Linked DNA regions of Mus musculus: region 2 is linked to region 1. Evidence: chromatin contacts called from public HiChIP or PLAC-seq data. All regions are on one chromosome and are shown on one strand. Each heading gives the region's core, a stretch centred on a gene start, on an enhancer-like site or on the middle of the called end of the contact. The rest is flanking DNA. Distances are from core to core; before and after follow the strand shown. Region 1 holds the start of Zfp160 (zinc finger protein 160). Region 2 has its middle 19 kb from the start of Zfp52.

Region 1 (3,190 bases), core at 205-2,704:
TTGACACACAAAACCAGCCAGTACAGGACCCTAGGCACATATTCATGAGATAAAAGAATCCTTATGGAAATGGTTCACCTTCTAGTGGTTCTCAAGAGCAATACCATATTTTAAATATCTTTGTTTCCTCTTCTCTTTTTCTTACCTCTGCTTCAGATTTAGGGGGGCAACCTGCCCAAGGACATGGCATTTTGAAGGACATTTGCAGAGAGGATGTCCAGACTCTGAGCAACTGCTTTCAATAGGATGAATAGCAAATGACTTTCTACTAACATAATGCATATATTAAAATGTTCAGCAGGAAGTAGTAGGGATCATGAGACAGTAGTGTAGGGTGAAATGATTACTATTCATTATATATTTAAAAGTATGTATCTGAAAGTACTTTGCAATGGTGAAGTACCAGGGAAACTCAGTGCATCTCATTATTCTATACTGGTGATAGTTTGTTGAATTCTATGTGTACTTCCTTTGGAAATGTTTGATGAACTGTAGATATGCTACATGGTGGAAATGAGAAGAAATATTTTTCATTAGCCATTCCTCAAATTATTCCCGCTGACCTTTGACAGTTACATCTGCAGACTGCTGTCACAAACATCCTTTAGAACACATGTACTTGTATGCAAGAGTTTGTTTCTATTTAAAGTAGATACAGTAAGAACTTTCAATGAGAATGCCAAAATAGCTTATATGCTGTTTCAAACTTTCAAGCCAAAAAGCACTTAAAATATTTTTAAATTGTTATTTTTATTACAAAGAGAAAAGTTGGCACTTAAAAAAAGAATCGATCTTCAATGCCAATCGTTCATGACCTTTGTGAATGCAATTCTCTTTTGTAACAGAAAATATAACTTTTAAAATAGGTAATTGTTTTTATATATAAAACTCTTCGAATTAAAAATAAAATCAATGCTTGCTTATATTCACCATCGTCCCCGACTCTCCTACCTATGCATGGTTACTGATTGACAATGCTCAGGAGCCCTGCTCCTTAGAGCTAGGAACCTGTGGGAGAATAAGGAGGGACTGAGAACTGTGCACCAAGAACACAACCTACTCTGAATCCCCTTGTAGAGCCAGACCCATGCCCACTTGTACTTGAGCACTATCCTACTCTCCAATGCATCCCCACACTCCCTTCTAGTCCATTATTTGGTTTGACCCTCCACCCCCACCCCGCTGTTTTCCGAAACAGTTCTAAGCCCTCACCACGCCATTCTCAGCATTCAGGTCCTCTCTAGCCCATAAACATTTCTTTAAATACTGTCCCCTCCAAGCAACAGTTTCCTGTTCCAAGTCCCACTAGCACGCAGTGGCCAGCATGCCCTAAAATTTCCTTCTCAGAGCAGCTTCCTTTCTAGGTACCGCCCCTTGTTAGCGTCAATCACTTGTTCTCTGGTCCCGCCTTATTTTACCCCGGATCTGACCGCGAATGCTGAATGCACTCCTGCGCAGCGACCCGGAAGCGGTTTTGCTCTGCATAAATTTTGTAGCTGGGTGAGTTTTCCCAGATTCTTTAGGCCGGTTGCTGGCACTCAGAACCCGGACCTCTGCCCTGGAGTCCCCATCTTGTGTGCAAAGCTCCACTCGGTGACGCGGAGAGCTGCGAGACTGAGGAAGTAGGAACGTGGGAGAGAGAGATGGCAGCGGAGCCAGGGGAGGGGATGGAGCCAGGAAGGAGCGGGGGCACGGATTCAAAAGCTTCAGCGGTCGGGGAGGAGACATGACTATCGTTTGTGCGGGCAGTGCCAGGTGATGCGGTACTAGAGAGTGCCGCGGGTGACAGAATAGCAGAGGAGCAGCTTGCCGCGGCGCCTGGTGGAAAGGAAAAAGAAAGCAGGGTCTGGAGATGCTGGCAAGAGTGGAGAGGAGGGTGAGAGAACAGCTAAACTGCCATAATGTGTGACAGAAAGAAAAGCAGGCGATGGAAGCGAAAGGGAAAGTATCTGGGGAGAACTTCCAAGACCAAGTTCTCAGACCAAGTTCTCAGCACAAAGATTTATTTGTCTTAGAGGTACAGAAGGCCCGGATAAAGGTCAGAGACAGGAGATAGAGGAAGAAGGGGAAGGGAACAAAGAAGAGGGCAGAAAGGGGCAAGAGAGAGGGGTTAGGAGTATTTGTCCAGAAGTGGGACAAATGACTGTTTCTAGATAGAGAGGAGACAGATGTGACCCATAGGCAAATGGCGGCTTATAGAGGTAAAATGAGAATCCCCTTATTAGGACGAGGTGTTTAGCTGGCACATTAATTAGGTGAGCCAGAGGTGCCTTTCGGTTGCCAGACTTCAATGCTTTGATAGCTGGGCCTTCATAGTAAGTGTCAGGAGGAGGAATTGGCCAAATAAAGGAATAGACTTTGGGTGTAGCTTTAGGAATGTAATCTGAGAGTTTTTAGCAAGGCAGAGAGAGGAAAGGGGCAAGGCCTACCAGAGTCATGGTCACCATGCTGGAGCTGGCAAAGTCCCTTCAGAAAGTGTGAATAAGATAGTGCAGAATGAGGGAGGGGCAGGCTGGATAAAGCAGAAGTTGATGGAATAGTAAGGTTATTATTACTGAGCTTGTCTTTGTTGTTGAAATAAAAAAACCCTTAATTTTTGTTTGAATTTTAGTGGTATGGAAGAGAGTTGCAAAACTTGATCTGATGGGCATTAACTGGTATTGTGTTAGGCATGGTGGCACAGATCAGTAATGCCAGCATGTGGGAAGAAAGCTGGGGTAGGAAAATGGAGACTTTAAAGGTGGCGTGGAATACTAAGACAAATAACTAAGACACTTTCTCAATGAATAAATACTGTTGGTGTTTACTGATCCTTTATAGTCCTTATACAGCCAGAACTAATGTGAGATTTTTTAGACAGTGTCACCCTTCTTTGACAGGGGTAATGTGTGGAGGAGCTGTGGGATTCTTCTAACCCCCTAACACTTAACTTTTAGCATAGAATGTGTTGCCTCCGGTCACAGTAAATGTGTGATGTTTTTTCTCCTTCAGGCACCAACTTAAGTACTTTAACTCATATCTTTTTTATTATTATTATTTTATAGACATTTTTATGAGATATTTTCTTTATTTACATTTCAAATGTTATCCCCTTTCTTAGTTTCCCCTCCGAAAATCCCCTATCTCCTCTCCCCTTCCCTTGCTCCCCAACCCACCTACTCCTGCTTCCTGTCCCTGGCATTCCCCTATA
Region 2 (2,875 bases), core at 83-2,582, 510 kb after region 1:
AATGATCATGGTATGGTGGAATGTCTCCCTCATGGACAAACACACCAATTAATTATCAAACAAAAATCCCACCAGATACTGGTACAACAACAAAAATTCCACACTCATGTGGTCTTTTCAAAGAAACTTGAGCTGGGCATGGTAGCACATACCATTAAACACAGGATTACACAGAAAACCTTGTCTACATTCAATAAATGAATGAATGAGCCCCCATTTCTATTATTAGCTGTTTCATACTCATATGAATATATACACAGAATGTGTGTGTGCATATGGGCATATCTAATACTGCCCACTCTCACCTCCTACCTCTCCACTATCCTGGTCCACAATTCCAACAGTCACTCTACTGTGTTCATCTCTATTCATATTGCTTGTGATCCACTGAGATGAACCAGAGCCATTTGTGAGACTGGGTTTGGAGCTATGTATTGGAACCTGATGTGCTCAGCACAGGATGACAACTAAAGACAGTGAGTGACTCTTCTACAATCTATCCATAGCCAATGTTTGAGAGGTAAGGGGAGCTGTTGTTCCCTTTCCTAGACTGACTGTGGTCTTGTGTGAGGCCAGTGCAGGTAAAGACAGCTGCTATTGGTTACTGATTACAATACTTGTATGGAGTCTAGAGAATGGTGTGTCTTAACCTTTCCCTTATTTTCTAACCACCTCTTCTTCCTTGTTCCCAGAGCTAGAGATGGGGTGGTGTAGCTGACGTTTTTAGGCCTGGGAACACATACTTCACTTATTTTCTGCATCTGCGACAGCCAAGAGGCTGCATTCACCACTCCATTTAAAAAAAAAAAGGAAAACAGAACGTTCTCTTTTTTTCCTCTCAAAGCATCGCTGTCACAGAAGACTTAAATGACAAGACCGCCATCTATTGGGGAAATCAGTACAGCGCGGGATTAATTCACCCCTAGGCTGTTGCAAAGGCCTTACCACTTACTTCTTTTCAAAATCCAAGTTCTTTAAATATCTCTCCCCAAGTTCATATTTCAGTATTTTGTTTTGGCTTTTTAATGTTTGTGTGTTGGGGATGGGACTCTCGCTTCTGAATTTAGTCTATTATTGTTTGGTATGAAATATATAAGCCAGAGGTTGGTAGTCCAGTGGAGACGTTAGGCTGTTTGTCTTTTTTATAATTCACCTTACCCAAATCAGTTCCCCAGTCCCTCGCAGCTTTTCCCCTCCCCGCACCCATTCTCCTCTGAGAAGAGGGATTCCCACCACACCTGTATTCACTAGCGCCCCCCAGCCCCTCCCGCCCAGCACATAATCACTGCAGGACTAAGCATATCCTCTCTGACTAAGGTCAGACAAGGCGACTGGGTTAGGGGAAGGAATCCACAGGCATTCAACTAATTCAGGGACAGCTCTTGCTCCAGTTTTGGTGGTGGTGGGGCGGGGGTGGGAGCTGTCGTTTATCTAAAGGGTTTAGAACCCCGAGTGGGGCTCAGATACCGGGTGGAGCGTCCTTCCAAAAACACTTGTGGTCGGCGCTCTCACAAGAGTGTGTGGAGGCTGTGCAGAGCCGGAGCAGCCTGAAAGCTGGAGCTGTGTGAAAGGCAGCCTGAGACAAAGTGGGAAGGACTGGTCTCTGATGGGGCGCAGATGCTCACCCGGAAACATATTTGGAGATCGGAGATCCGGAAGCACATTGGGAGGATTTTCGACTTAATGGAGATGTGTAGGGGAACTGTGTAGAGTGTGAGGAATTAGGAGAAACACGTGGGTGGAAGCTGGGACGCTAAATTACTGAAGTTTGAGAAGTTTTACCTAGAGCCAAAGCCAGAAGTCGCTTCGACAGGTTTCCCCCGTGCACGCGGTCCTGCACCGTGGGTAATCGCGTGGTGCAGATCTGGGGTCGAAAGATACGGTGGACTTGGGGGAAACTAAAATTCCTGGCTGCCGCGGGTGCCGCGGGTGCCGCGGGGCATCCTGGGAGAGTCAGTCAGCAATCAGCAGCGCAGCTGGAACTGCAGCCAGGCTACCAGAGCTGCTGGGCTAGGAAACAGGAAGGAGCAGTTTCTTTTCTGTTCCTGAGGAAGCTGGCTCTGAAATTCTGCGGTGGATGTCTTCCCTTGTGGATACATTTTAGCTCATATAAAGTGGAGTAATCCTGGTTTTTGTTTGTTTGCTTGTTTTTTGTTTTGATCTTCTGATTACCAAAATATTCTTATTAGAATATTCTAAGAGAATATCAGTTCTCTTTGTTGAGGTGAAACGGACCAAGCTCTTGGAATTTACACTCATCCACGCTAACTCCCAGGGTATATATATATATACTTAGTGACTTGGCATCCCTGTAGAACTTTTAGATATTAGTCATGTCTGAAAAGCACAAGAGGCAATGTACCAGTTTTTAGGTTTTACATATTTTTCTGTTTTCTGTCTGATGCGGATATATGCATTCTGTGTTTGGTGACATGCACCCTTCTTGATCAAGGACTTTTTATCTAACGGACTCTTTACCATTTCCTAATACTCTCTGCTTTGTATGTTAATACTTTTGACTTTTCTGTCACTACTATAGTTATGATCACTAGCCATCTTTACTGAACCCCATATTCATGGCATTTAAAGAAATCTTTCTCAATATTTTTTATCTTTAGATATGAAATCTTTTGTAGAAAATATCTTTTAATATCTGCTGTCATTTTTCTTTTTTGCGTAGTGTAGTCTGTTTACCTGTTTAGTATAGGGAATATTAATTGAAAGAAGTTCATTTGTTATTGTGTAGGAACTTGAGTATGGACACTGACTGGGTAGAACTGGAATCTCTTTATATTATATATCTTTTATATCTTATGAACTTTTTAATATGTGCAGAGCTTTTTAATATGTGCACATTTTCCCTTCCAGCAGATGC

What was found. HiChIP or PLAC-seq counts read pairs in DNA pulled down with a chosen protein or histone mark.
Region 2: a contact with region 1 is called in an H3K27ac HiChIP or PLAC-seq map of embryonic stem cells, with 5 read pairs. The contact joins the enhancer-like site here to the promoter of Zfp160 in region 1. A contact is called at or near these places in 1 of 39 promoter capture datasets (the 3T3-L1 cell line), 5 of 115 datasets of contacts at active chromatin or transcription factors (astrocytes, effector CD8 T cells, embryonic stem cells and 2 more) and 1 of 9 other capture datasets (adipose tissue).

Annotation. Positions count from the first base shown.
Region 1 is chr17:21,007,487-21,010,676 of GRCm38.p6, forward strand. Zfp160 (zinc finger protein 160) reads left to right here and starts at 1,455. Exons shown (of 5, transcript NM_145483.2): 1 at 1,455-1,500.
Region 2 is chr17:21,515,014-21,517,888 of GRCm38.p6, forward strand. It overlaps a transcript of Zfp53 not described here. Among named protein-coding and RNA genes, the nearest start is that of Zfp52, 19 kb to the right of the region's middle. Within about 2 kb of position 1,333, at least 421 of the 459 cell types and tissues checked have an H3K27ac peak or open chromatin away from gene starts, as enhancers often do. A contact at or near this core is called in adipose tissue, astrocytes, effector CD8 T cells and 2 more, where this site is marked.